3 separate regions of the Mus musculus genome follow, and regions 1 and 3 are each linked to region 2. The links are chromatin contacts, called in public promoter capture Hi-C maps. All regions are on one chromosome and are shown on one strand. The core of a region is the stretch at or near the end of the contact, and the rest is flanking DNA. Distances in the headings are between cores, read along the strand shown. Region 1 holds the start of 1700105P06Rik (RIKEN cDNA 1700105P06 gene). Region 2 holds the start of Zbtb3 (zinc finger and BTB domain containing 3). Region 3 holds the start of Tmem216 (transmembrane protein 216).

The links. Promoter capture Hi-C pulls out the DNA fragments that hold promoters and counts their contacts.
Region 1: a promoter capture Hi-C map of second pharyngeal arch cranial neural crest shows a contact between it and region 2. A contact is called at or near these places in 4 of 39 promoter capture datasets (embryonic stem cells, hippocampal neurons, liver and 1 more).
Region 3: a promoter capture Hi-C map of cranial neural crest shows a contact between it and region 2. A contact is called at or near these places in 1 of 39 promoter capture datasets (cranial neural crest) and 1 of 130 datasets of targeted methods (astrocytes).

The regions. Positions count from the first base shown.
Region 1 is chr19:7,381,184-7,386,058 of GRCm38.p6, forward strand. It overlaps 1700105P06Rik (RIKEN cDNA 1700105P06 gene), which reads left to right and starts at 1,820. Exons shown (of 1, transcript NR_045703.1): 1 at 1,820-2,378. It overlaps Spindoc (spindlin interactor and repressor of chromatin binding), which reads right to left and starts at 1,843. Exons shown (of 6, transcript NM_001033139.3): 1 at 1,489-1,843. The coding sequence starts at 1,618.
Region 2 is chr19:8,800,637-8,805,083 of GRCm38.p6, forward strand. Zbtb3 (zinc finger and BTB domain containing 3) reads left to right here and starts at 1,912. Exons shown (of 2, transcript NM_001098237.2): 1 at 1,912-2,049; 2 at 2,338-4,210. The coding sequence starts at 2,389. The coding sequence ends at 3,945.
Region 3 is chr19:10,554,196-10,558,594 of GRCm38.p6, forward strand. Tmem216 (transmembrane protein 216) reads right to left here and starts at 1,568. Exons shown (of 5, transcript NM_001277860.1): 1 at 1,518-1,568; 2 at 868-969; 3 at 334-426. The coding sequence starts at 1,530.

The DNA.
Region 1 (4,875 bases), core at 570-3,069, 1.4 Mb before region 2:
GGTCTTCTAAGCTCTCTTTCATTCTTACTAGAGATACTTTTCCTAACAAGAGAAACAAATTCTAACTAGCCTCTCATTTCTCTTTATCCCCATTCTGTAGTCTCTAAACGAACTGATTACTGGGCAGGGAGAAGACTGGGCTAGTAAGAGCTCTTACTGCCAACCCTGATGAACCAAATTCAATGCCACAGTGCTGTGAGAACTGACTCCCAAGAGTTGCCCAGATCTCTTCATACTTGACGCAACTGACAAACAGACACAGGCACAGACACACACAACAAAGAGAACTCACTGCCACCTAACATACTATTCGATATTTACCTGCTGGCTACCACTGGATGCACACTTAAGAGCAGGGTTTCACTTACCCTGGTCCCTACTGTTTACCATTCTCAGCTCTGCCTGAAGCTATATGCTTGGCATATAGCTGCCCACTAAAGCTGAAGAATGAACCTCTGTAGATGTCTACTTCCCTCTCACAGTGATGAAGCCATCTTGGTTAAGCACTCTATAAACCAGCACAAGTAAAAAATAACCTGTGTGATGCACCAAACAGTGAGAGGAATGTGCCCCACCCCCCAATTTCCTAACCTTCCCTCCCATCTCCAAAAATGAGTTAAAGAAACACAATGACCAATTTGGTTCTCAATCTATTCTGGGTACTGTCATGCTTAAGGGAAACAGGTATTCCACCCTAAGGAAATATTTGCATTTTTCATGACTAATTATCTTCCACAAAGGTAGCTCTTTGTTTTCTCCTTTGGACCAGAGAGGCTGGGGAAGGAGGACGGGAAGGGAGAGCAATGTATTCCCAGATTGTCCCTCAAACACCTCCTTTGGTGACTAATCTCCATGTAGATGACATGGCTTGTTACCCACCCCCAAGCAAGTCCCGCTTTTCTCAAACGGGGTGCTACTAGCAATTCCATTCAAATGCCGGGTTTTAGACTTGACACCTGTGGCTCCTGAAACAGAAGGCCTAGAGGATTGAGGACGGGTGGAGGCTTCTACTTACTGGGTTATTTCCCCTCTCTGGAGGTCGCCAGCCGCGCCAGCCTTCACCTCCGTTATCACTACGGGGGACTAGCCTGGGGCCTAGAGGCCTGGTCGCCCCTCGGCCTAAGAAACAGACCGGAACCGGGAGACAACAGCCGGGCACAAACCACTGTACTGGGAATCCGGCCTCTACTCTGGGCCCGAGGGGGCGCAGGGAACCGGAAGACCTGAACCGCTCCTTCGGTGTGGATGGAAGTCTCTAGACCCTGAGCGGGGGAGGGGCGGCGGAGGAAGGGGGGCTCCGAGAGGCCTGGGATTCCAAACCCGGTGGGGGAGGAGCGAGGGCGCCGTAGCCGCGGACCGGACAGGGAAGGGCCCTCTGGGGCTGCAGATGCCGGCCCAGGGAAGCGCCTGGGGACCGGGAACCGGGGACCGGGACCTGGAGATCTAGTCCCGGACCACCAAGCGGAAGTGAGGTGTCCCCCCCCTCACCTCGGAGCATCGGCTCGGGCCGCGGGATCACGGCCACCACCACGGCCTCGTCGTCATCATCCCCTTCCTCACACTTGAGCGTCACCTCGAAGCAATCCAGAGCCGCGGCGCCCTTGGCTTTCAGGGCCATGGCGAGGCGAAGAAGGGCGACCGGATAGCCGAGGACGTTCGCACAGACCTCGGCGCACCGCCTGTGGCGGCCGCCTCCTGCCCCGGACCACCCCGGGCCCGCGGCTCGCCTAGCTCACCCGCCGCTCGCCCGGCCGCCCCGCCAGCCACGGGCTTCAACGCGTCACGACCCCGGGCGGGGAGGGTTCGATCCGGGGCCCCCAACCCCGCCGCTCCCTTTTATGGAGGCTCATTGTCAGCGTCCGTCCGGCAGTCCCGCCTCCAGACCAGGCTGGCCAATCACGTGAGGACACGCCCCCTAGCCCCGCCCCAGCCACAGGTCTGGGCCAGAACCCTGTGCAGCGCGTTTGTCTCTGGCCGGTTTGCTCGGCGGCGAAGCCTGGAGTTTTCCTGGGAGCGGCGCCGGCAGCCTTGGAGACCCGGTAGGGCATCCCCACCAATGGCTGGAGGAAAGGGCTGCTCGGCATCTTACTTCTTGGCTTTCCCCTGACTAGCTGCCTGCCTGGGAGGCAACACAGACGAGAAAAGACCGGTGGGGATGTGTGAAGGATACATAGGCTCAGAAGTGTGGAGACATCTCTTCTAATTTCTTTGGGCCTCGTTCCTTTCTACTAGCACATACGCTTTAGGGAAAGAAAAATCACTTTGGATCCTCCTAAACAAAGATTCTAGAAGATGAAGAGGACAAGAGTGGCGTGTGGGCGTGTGTAAACCGCTTCCGATGGATATAATTTACGTTAAAAACAAAACAAAACAAAAAACGTGAGTCCAGAGAGTGTGGCCTTTTCCCAGGACACAGCAAATCCCCTGAGAGCCTCCAAGACCGGGATCCGGTTGCTATGGCGCTGCTGCCTGGCATTCGTGCCTGAGTGAAGACTGTCACAATGGGCACTTACACTTCTGCATAACATCCCCTCCCCACACACATACACACACCAGACACGCTAGATTTCAGCTGAGAAACGGCAAAAATGTCTGGCACTCAAAATTCTGATTTTAAGTGCTACCAACAGTAATTATCAGCCCAGAAACAGTAATTGTGGATGATGTAGGAGGCTAGGGGACAGAAGAGAAACAGTTCACTTACCGTATATTGTGTGTGTGTGTGTGTGTGTGTGTGTGTGTGTGTGTGTGTGTGTTTGTGTGTGCGCGCGCGCCCTGGGCATACCCACCCCCCCCCCATCCACTGCATAACCAGCTTTTATTTTGTTGAGATAAGGACTCACTTTCATGTCAGTCTGACCTGGAATCTGTGTAACCCTGCTTGCCCCAAACCTTTTCCTCCTCCCTCCATTCCCCTGGCACAAGGATTAAAGGTCTGAGCTGACACCACATACAGCAGCCACAATAGAAAGAACTGAGGAAATTTCTATTACTTTGAAATGTACCCAGTACTAAAAAGATACTCCAAATCAAGCAATTTCCTAGGCCTGGATAGTTCTTACCTAAAGGCTGTTCTTTGCTTTTTGCCCAATGCCTCTGGGTAGGTAGTCTGTTCTGTTTTTGCAGTGGGCTGGCTACAGGACTCAAGCTTCCGGGAGATTGTGACTAAGGCCTGAAAGGCAAGAAAAAGAAAAGCCTGTTATTTCCCTCCCTCTGTCCCTCCTGAGTTCTAACTCCTCCTGAGCAGGTGAGGCTGTGTCTCCAGTGTCTTTGTGAGTCCTTGGTTTGTGTCACTTCCCTGTTGGGCTTCCAGCCCTTCTGTCACCCTGTCACTTGGGTCACCCTGTGGTTCCTATTTCTTGTTTGATTCCAAAGCGATGGGTAGCCCTAGTATTGCACCAGATTCTTATTTAATTATATATATTTGTTTTCTTATGGGTTGTGCACCAGAGTACTTGTCTGAAGGCTAGAGCAACAGCTTCGGGGAGCTGGTTCTCGTCTTTGTGTGGGCTCTGGGGATTGTACACTGGTTTGTCACTAGCCCTCTACCATATACTTAATAGACTAGTTCTTTGGCCATCACGAGTGTAAGTGACAATTTTGGAATTTTAGTTTCTTTGGGAAAATAAAACACAAAAATATAAGAATACTCCAGGCAGTGGTGGCCCACGCCTTTGATCCCAGCACTAGGGAGGCAGAGGCAGGCAGATTTCTGAGTTCAAGGCCAGCCTGGTCTACAGAATGAGTTCCAGGACAGCCAGGACTACACAGAGAATCTCTCTCATATATATATATATATAATTTTAATCCCAGGTGTGGGATATGGGGCTGCTTCGATTTGTCCACAGCAGCTGACTATGGTTTGCCTCATGCTCTAGCAGGGGTGTGATTTTGTCAGCTGCAAATAGTTTCTGCATTTATGTGACATTTGGAATTCTGAGGATTTCTGAGAGGGTATATAAATGGTAGGGTGGAATTTGTGGTGATAGTGGTGGAGGAGGTGGTGTATAGTTGGGGAGTTGTCAGTTGGTTTTTGGTCAGTTTAAGTAGTCCCACACAAAGAAGAAACGAGAAATTAGATATCCCGGTGGCAAAGATCAAACTTGCCCCAAGGAACCTGACACCCCTAATCAGCAGGAAGTAGTCTAATGATAGCATCATCCCTTTCTAACCTCCCACTTTATTCAGGGTCTCTTTCCTTTCCTTGATATCCTTTTCTCTCCTCTGTTGGCCTTCTTGCTCAAATAGAAAGGCATCCTGGGACTCAAAAGCCCAAGAACAGGGAAGCCCAGGAACCTCACAGCAGCTCCCAGAGGAGGGAATCCCCAGCTAAGCTAAGGAGCCTCAGTCCTGTTCCATTTCACTTCTCATTGCTTCTTGGCTTCTTTCTATGAGTCACAACAGGTAGCAAATTCCATAATAAGAGATTTATTGGGAGGATCAAGGGTGTGGAGGGCCCAGGGGTGGCTGCCTCTGCTACTGGGAGTGAACAGCAAGGAACTGACACAGGTTCTTACTGGGCAGAGCTTTCTAGTTAGATATTTCCAGGTGAGGATTGGTAGGATTTTTAAATCCTGAATTTGGGAAGCTCAGGGATTGTGGGTTTTGTTCAGACTTTTCAAAATACAAAATAATTGTATTTTGAGTAAACTAGTTATTTAGAATTTGTTTCACTTAAGGCGAGTGCACCACTTATGAAATCATGGCTTTAAAAAAAGATCTATTTATTTATTTGTTTATGTATGTGAGTGTACTGTTGCTGTCTACAGACACACCAGAAGAGGGCATCAGATCTCGTTACAGATGGTTGTGAGCCAGAGCAGTCAGTGCTCTTAACCACTGAGCCATTTCTCTAGTCCCCAAACCATGGCTTAT
Region 2 (4,447 bases), core at 662-3,161:
CTAACCAATAAACTGAACTGCTGATTTCTGGACAATATAGACAAGATACTAAGATACTAAGATATTATCAGGACTCAGATAATAGAGAGAAGCTCAGGAGTGTTAGGTCATCCTTGGATACAAGAGCAAATATGAGGACAGCCTGTGTTAAGTGAGGGCTTGTCATTTTAAAGGAAAAAAAAAAAGGAGAAGGTACAGGGTGGGGGAAATGTTTCTTCAATACTGGTCACCATTGACCTGCCTATAGCTCCTGCTGGTGAGACATTGGCAGGAGCACTCTAAGTTCCAAGACAACCTGTGCTACATGTGGAAATCCTCTCAAGCAAACAAGAAGTAGCTCAATTGAAAAAATAAACAAAACTCCATTCGTGGAACTATTTCCAGGGACTCATGGTGCAGCTCTGGTGGCCTAGAACTCACTATATTGACCAGGTTGACTTTAAACTCTCAGAGATCTGCCTGCCTCTATTTCCCAAGTGTTGGGATTAAAAGAGCACATCACCTACACTTGGGTTTTATGCTGTCCAGGCTGTGCTGAAAGTTTGTTGTTCCGGCTGGCCTTGAAGTTCCGATGCTCTGTCTTCTACCTCCTGAACATATTGTGGACATGCACAACCACATGTGTATTATGGGACCAAACAGGACTATCTTTGGAGGCAAACTACCATCCTCCTCAGAACTTTAGCTGGGTCTGCAGGCAGAAGACCACCTCAGCTGTGCTTGCTGACTGTTGACTTTCCCTTATAGGATGAGGGGCTGTGGAGGGTCATGAGACCCTCACTTGAGTATCCAGTCACTTCCCTCAACCAGTTCCCTAATTGCACATGACCCCAGGATCTCCAGGGCTGGGTGTGTGTGTAATATATATATTACATATATTACCTGATTGATATACATATATATATATATATATATATATATATATATATATATATATATATATATATATATATATATATATATATATACCCAGAATTCTATAGGTGGAGAATGACTTAGGGAGGGAGCTCCATCTATATGGCTACAGGAACATTATGCTGGGTAAACCCTTTAGCCAGGGACTTCTGAAGTGGCTCACCCACACTCCTGTAAGTAACCCCTCACCTAGGCTCTGTAAGAAAGGCCAATAAGTTCTCAGGGGCCCAAGGTACTAGTGGCATAGTACCTTGGTTTATCATTGGGACCTTACAGAAGAGTTTTTTGTTTTGTTTTGTTTTCTCTACTTATTGACTTTACATTCCGATCGCAGCCCCCCTCAGGGAAAAGATTTTAACAACACAGATATCCTTAGACTCTGTCCCATTTCTGTCCTTACTAGGGCTTGCCTAGAGAACAGTCCATCATCTTCATAGAGTTAGAGGTAGTTACTAACACCACTACTGAGCCTGAACTAGTGGCGCATCCTGTAATTTTCGAGGACCAGATCTGCAAGAGTGAACTGCACTTTTGGGAGGTGTGGCTTACTGCCCACTGTTTCGGCAGAGCTTGGTCTAGACGTGGGCCTACAGGTTATCACACCATTTTGTTATAGTTCTCCTTCTAGGTAGTCCGCAGCAGAAACAGGCTGTATACTCCCGAATACACTGCGTTACTGCCAACCTCGCCCCACCCAGGCGGGTAATTTCCCTATGGGAAACAGATGAATAAGTTCAGCCAATCCTGAGGTCTCTGAGGGAAGGCGGGATGAGGAAGAAAAGTTTAGGACAGGAGCAACAACCAATTGTGAGCCTCGACGCCTGAGCAATGGCAGGGATTGCCCATTTGGAGAAGCCGGTTATCGAGGGGCGGGGTAGCTCACAGTGAGCCAATCCACAACAAGAGAGGGCAAGCTTGAGCCAATTAAGATAGCGGAGGTGGGAAGAGGCGGAGCTCTCCTAGTAGCTGCTAGGTCGTGGGTGAGGGCTCAGCTTTCTCTGCTAGTTCCTACGTTGGGAGTCCTTAGCCTTGGAGTTCGAGAGGGAAAAGCGCAGGAAGTTCCGGGTCTGGGGCGTGAAGGCATCACCCGGGAAAGCTTGGGCGCAAAAGACAGTCCTAGTTGGAGGACTCATTGTAAGGCACCGGCTGAGAATCGAGGAAGCACAGGCTGCTTAGGGGGCGGGACTTCCGGGGGCAGGGCTTTTTTTCGAATAGGGGCGGGGACGATTCCTAAGGTTAGGCTCAGGGGGCGGAGCCAACAGGTCTTTGGGTGGGATAGTGGAAAAAGAAGGGCAGTTAACTGAAACATGGTTGGGGGTGGGGGACAGCATGTTGCCAGAGGCCTTGGGTGGTCAGCTCTATTTAAGGGCTGATGTGGAGGTTGCTATGGAAGTTACCTAATTTACTGTCCTTTCTTCCCAGGGAGTCAGTGGTAGGGAACTCTCTTGGGCACCCTTCCCTCCTTGGGGTGCTATGGAGTTCCCAGAACACAGTCAGCAGCTGCTTCAGAGCCTGCGGGAGCAACGGTCCCAGGGTTTCCTTTGTGACTGCACTGTGATGGTTGGTAGTACCCAGTTCTTGGCCCATCGGGCTGTGCTGGCCTCCTGCAGCCCATTCTTTCAGCTTTTCTACAAGGAGCGGGAATTGGACAAGAGGGACCTGGTGTGTATTCACAATGAGATTGTCACGGCCCCAGCCTTTGGGTTGCTTTTGGACTTTATGTATGCTGGCCAGCTGGCCCTTAGGGGAGATACTCCTCTAGAAGATGTGCTGGCAGCTGCCAGCTACTTGCACATGAATGACATTGTTAAGGTTTGTAAGCAACGATTGCAGGCCCGAGCTCTGGCAGAGGCAGACAGTACCAAGAAGGAAGAGGAAACCAATCCTGCTAGTCTGGAGTTTTTGTCAGGCAGTTCTCGAGGCCCACAGCCTTTACTGGCATCTGTTGAACCGTCAGCCCGCTGGAACAAAGAGGAATGGAAGGGTCCAGCCACTCCCTTACCCATTGCTCATCCTGCAGATGAGCCACCAGTATCTGGGGGGGCAGACACTACACAACCAAGCATGGAAGTTGACTCATCACATCTTCGGGCACCTCCTCCACCAGTGGCTGATGTCTCCGTCTCTCTTGCCAGCCCAAGTAGCTCTACAGAGACCATTCCTGTAAACTACTTCTCTTCTGGCCTTCCAGGAGTTTCGGTGGAGCCCTTGACTCCTCTTGATGTGGTTCCTGAGAGTCTGAGGGTGGTGGAACCAAGGGATACTGGAGGACCATTGCAAGGCTTCTATCCCCCAGCTCCAGCCCCACCCCCAGCGCCAGCCCCAGTTCTATCCCAGGCTCCAGCCCCAGTTGAAGCTGAACTGGTCCAGGTAAAAGTAGAAGCTATTGTGATCTCTGATGAGGAGGCTGACTTGTCAGAGGAACAGCCCCACAGATCTGAAGGGCTGTTCCCACCTGGAGGAGCAGTGTATGGGGGACAGCCCTCACAGGCAGAGGCTTTTGAGGAGCCAGGGGCAACAGGACTAGAGGAGGTGGGGCCAAGTGACCACTTCCTGCCTCCGGAATCTCATCTACCATACCATCTGCTGCCAGGTCCAGGGCAGTATCATCGAGGGCTGGTAACCTCACCCCTGCCTGCACCAGCAGCCCTGCATGAACCACTCTACCCTCCTCCTGAGTATGAAGCAGCCCAAGGGAGCTTTGGAAATTTTACAGAGGATGTTCCCACCTGCAAGACTTGTGGAAAGACCTTCTCATGTTCTTATACACTAAGGCGACATGCCACAGTGCACACACGTGAGCGGCCCTATGAGTGCCGCTATTGCCTACGAAGCTACACACAGTCAGGGGACCTCTACCGCCACATCCGCAAGGCTCACAATGAGGACCTGGCCAAACGCAGCAAACCAGATCCAGAGGCTAGCACCATTCTAGGGGTGCAGCCCCTCTCTGGCTCCCAAACGACAGAGAGACATAGCAGTGGTGGTGGAGGTCCACCCAAAGAATTTGCACTTGGTCCTAAAAATTAACATCTGGGGAGCATGAACTGATGCCAGGCCTGCTCTTACCATTGCTAGATGGCTACAGAGAAGGCTGGAAGCACCTCATCACTCCAGGGTGGCAGAATGAAGGTTCTTCCCAACCCGAAGCTGTCTACCCTTTTCTTTGCCCAGCCAGATAAACAGGATGTTATAGGGCAGAGCAAGTCAGCCAGTTCTCCAAGGGCACTGAGAATTTTCCTGAGGTGTAACTGCTCATTCCACATTCTGGAACATAAAACTAGCACTGAAATTATCCCTTTGAACTGGTGTTGGCTGGTTTCTTCCACATGTCTACATGACTTCATGTCTGCCCTCTAGTTCTTTTATCTGACACCTGTATTGGGTAAGCATGTGAGTCTAATTGCTCATGAGGCAAAAAGTGAGACAGGGAGAGGGTGGCATAGACTTAAAGTACAAAGAGGGAATCTTAGACATGGATTGCTGTAGTTGAACTTGTGTTCTGGGCTGGATTGGGCACTTCACGATTAAT
Region 3 (4,399 bases), core at 318-2,817, 1.8 Mb after region 2:
AGAGAAGCGGAGGGGATCTTGAGCTCTTTAGGAATGTACTGCTTTCCTCTCTCAGAGCAAGGAGAAGACGCAGGCACTCTTGTGGCACTCAGGCAGCTGGGAGGACTGGTCTAAGATCAGTGCTACTGCCCGCTTCTAGCCTCACTCACAAACACACAGGTAAACCTTGACCTAGAATATGAAGCGGCAGCTTGAAGCCTCAGGGAAGAAGCAATGGTATATACATTACCAGATCCACTCTGATAGTGAGCCTAGGTTCTTTGTCTTGTTAATCAAGTTACAGGCTCCAGCATGTCTCATAAGCAATGGAAATATTTTCTGAACAACACTCACCGAAAAACAATCGTATGACTTCAATGCCAAGATAGAGCAGCAGCATCACCACATCCAGGACTAAGTTGGCTGTTGGGTACGGCAACAGGAGCCCTACAGGAGGGAAAGCCAGAGTATGCACACACCACCTAGCTAACGGTCAGCCCCACGGCCCCACAAGGATGGACGGCCACAAACCCGGGACAAGGATACCAACCAGTCTTAACATCTCACAAATCAGCAAGGTATAGATTGTTACAGCTACAGGCTTTAAGTTTCCAAGTCCTGACTCTGCCAAATGACTGAATTATAATGGTACACAGATCTGAATATTTTAGTAAAGAGAGATGGGGAAAGAGTTGGGATGGAGAAACCCACATTTCTCAAACTCAAGTCTTGCTGAAAGACATCCTATTTGATCATTCTAAAGCCATTAGTTGGAGAGACTTCTGCCTTGCAATGGAGATGCCGCTAGGACCAGAAGATAGAAGGTTCTTGGAGTATGCTAAAGTGGAAAAGGGTTGCTGGGGCAGAGGCAGATAGGCCCAGGCTTACCTTTGTACAGGAAAATAAGGAGCTCCAGCAGGAAATAGGTAGCATAGTACCACCCATTCAGAAAGAACAGGACTTCCAGGGGGGTTGAGGACAATCTTTTATCTGAAAGAAAGCAAAACAAAGAATGGGCAGGGCAGCTAGAGCTCTACTCTGTTCTGTGTGAAGGTTCTTTGTAATCCGGAGAAATCACAAGATTATTGTGAATGAGGGAGAAACTTCTGATTGCTAATGACGTGAGTGTTGGTGTGGCAGGAACTGCCTTCAATCTCCTTTCTCAGGAATCACTTTGACATCTACTTCTCTGACAATTCAGCTATAATCACAGCTGAGAGGCACCTCAAATATTCAACCCTGTCACTTCTGAGGGGGAAATTGAGGCACAGAAACTAATTCTGTCCAAGGCGGGAGGATTCATAACTGAGCCATCCCAGAATAGGGCCAGCCGGGGATTTTTAAGAGTACGGTATTCGAGTACCCATGCAGGCACTCGGGGTGATCAGAACAACCCAAGCCCGATTTAGACAAGTGAAGAGTAAGACCCCGACTTTTAGAAATGGAGGATTAGGTCGAGCTCTGGAGACAGAGAGGTGGAGGGGGCTGGCAGGTACCCGTGGGATAAGGGGCAGAGACACACACCTCCAGAGTCTCACCTCGCGGCGCCATGTTCAGTCCCCATGGAAACTGCGTACACTGCAGCGCCCGGAGCAATGCGGCGCTGCCGGAAGCGCGGCACCGAGCCGCCCGGTCTTCTGGCCGCTCTGCCTGCCGGTGCTACTCTATGGTTACCCCACCGGCCGCGCCCATGCACAGAACAGCGCCAGCCGTCAACCACCTACAGTGGTCTAGGGGGAGGATGGGGTTTTAAACGACGGCAGAGAGACCAGAACACTTCTCCAGCTGAACTCTCTCCATCCCCGGCGTCATGGCGTAGGTCGTTAGTGGCCCGGTGTGGCCGAGTAGTTGGAGGATCGGCCCTGCGCCCACCATTCTCTTTTCTACTGCATGTGTTTTTTTTAAAAACACCCCATGCCACTGTCGTGCAAAAGGCTTACCTGGAGCCTATGTAAACACCAAAACCGTTGAAGATAGAATGTCCTTTCTAGGAGTACAAGGGAAAACAGCGGTGCTATAATGAGATTCTCCTGCGACCCAAAGAGTGCAAGGGTGTTGAAAGGAGACAGCGTCTGGCCAGTTGGAAATTGAGAAATGTTTCCAACAAGCTTGCGCTATGAACGAACCCTGGCCGCAATTTGAAGCAAGAGCGTGTTGTTGCAGGCAGGGGGTGAAAGAGTAAGATTTCTGAAAAGACTCCAGCTGTCAGCCCTTAGAGTATGGCAGTCAGTCAACAAATAACGGGAGAGAGTAAGTAACCTGTAATGAAAGTGCTATTTCCCTACCTAGTAGGAGTGTGGATAAAGGCAGTAATTGTTGCTTCTCAAAGCAGGTCCTCACTCCGGGAGAATAATTTAAGTAGAAGCCTCCCTCCATCACTCCCCACCTCCACCTCTGCTCTCCTTCCTCCTTCACTTCTGCTTGTGCCTTCCACTGCCTTATTCAGGTCTGGTTTAGTTTGGCTAGACAGGTCTCCTATGTAGGCTAGGCAGGCCTCAAATTCTCCTGCCTCTGCTTCCCGTCCAGTACAGGGGTTTCAAGTGGGTGTCACAATGTTCTGGCAGGTCTTAAATGGAATTCTAAGTTCCCACTAAAGGACCACGGCAAGGTGAGGTGATGGAGAAAGCCCTGGTCCCTGCACCCCATCTGAACTACCTTCATACACACCCCTGCTCTGAGTCTCAGAGGAAAGGAGGGTGGACCAGTTGCTTGTTTTTGTAAATTATGGGTCTTAAATCACTCTGCCTAAACATTTTGATATTGTATACACATATAGTTCTCATGCTACAGTGAAAAGTTTACCCATTGTCAACAGAGATGATATAATCTATAGCCTTAATATCACCTGGTTGGTTAAGAAAATGATGCTGTTTCATGTCAGGATGCCACAACAGCATAGGTACCAAAAGTGGACACAGACTAAGTCAGTAACCTGCAGGAACCTTAGAATATGCAGCTGGGTCTCCTGCCCTCTGGGGTCTAACCCAAAGCTTGGGGCTGCTAAGCAAACACTCCCCACTGGGCTTTATCTATAGCCGTGCTCTTACACACTTTTCTTTAGTAAGCCACAAATAAAACTCAGCCCCAGGCTGGAGAGACGGCTCAGTGGTTAAGAGCACTGACTGCTCTTCCTGAGGTCCTGAGTTCAATTCCCAGAAACCACATGGTGGCTCACAACTATCTGTGATAGGATCTGATGGCCTCTTCTGGTGTGTCTGAAGACAGCTACAGTGTACTCACATACATAAATAAATAAATCTTAAAAAAAAAAAAAAAGAAAAAGAAAAACAAAACTGAGCCCTCTACCTCTACAGAGGAAGAAAATTTCACTGTGGTAATTTGACCTACTTAATTGCCTAAGTACTCAATATCAAGGCCTCTCAGGGCCATGCACCATTGACTAGAAGTACAAGGGCTTTTAGGACCCAAGGCAAATTTATTCCACTCCATTGATCTTGCTAAATTAACACATTATGATGGCTATTCTTGGTTTTCAACTCGATCACATCTGTAATTGACTAAAACTCAAAAGGCCTCGGATTTTTTTTTTCTTCATTAAATCATTTGAAGTGAGAAGATCCACTTATTTTTTCCCATTTTTTTTGAGATTATAATATAATGACATCATTTCTTCCTTTTCCTCCTCCAAGCCATCCAATATACCCCTCTCTTTGCTCTTTCAAATTCATGGCTTCTTTCTTTCTCTCTTTCTTTCTTTCTTTCTTTCTTTCTTTCTTTCTTTCTTTTTATTTTTTTTTAAGATTTATTTTTTTAAAGATTTATTTATTTATTATATGTAAGTACACTGTAGCTGTCTTCAGACACTCCAGAAGAGGGCGCCAGATCTCATTACAGATGGTTGTGAGCCACCATGTTGCTGGGATTTGAACTCAGGACCTTCGAAGAGCAGTCAGTGCTCTTACCCACTGAGCCATTTCTCCAACACCCAATTTATTAATTTATTATGTACATTGTTTTGCCTACGTATGTGTCACTGTGCCAGAAGAGGGCACCAGACTTCATTGTAGATGGTTGTGAGCCACCATATGGTTGCTGGGAATTGAATTTAGGACCTCTGGAAGAGCAGTCAGTGTCAGCGTTCTCATGGTTCAGCCCCCCTCCCCCATGACTTCCTTTTCATTCATTATTATTACAGGAATATATGTACATGCACATACATATATATTTCTAATTATAACCTTGATCTGTAAAATATTATTTGTATGTATCTTTTCTGGGCTGACCATTTTGTATTTAATAACTAACTCCTGTACTCTCCCATGAGGAAGACTATTCCTTTAATTTAAAACAACTTTTAAGGGCTGGAGAGATGGCTCAACAGTTAAGAGCACTGACTGCTCTTCCGTGGGTCCTGAGTTCAAATCCCAACAACCACATGGTGTCTCACAACCATCTGTAA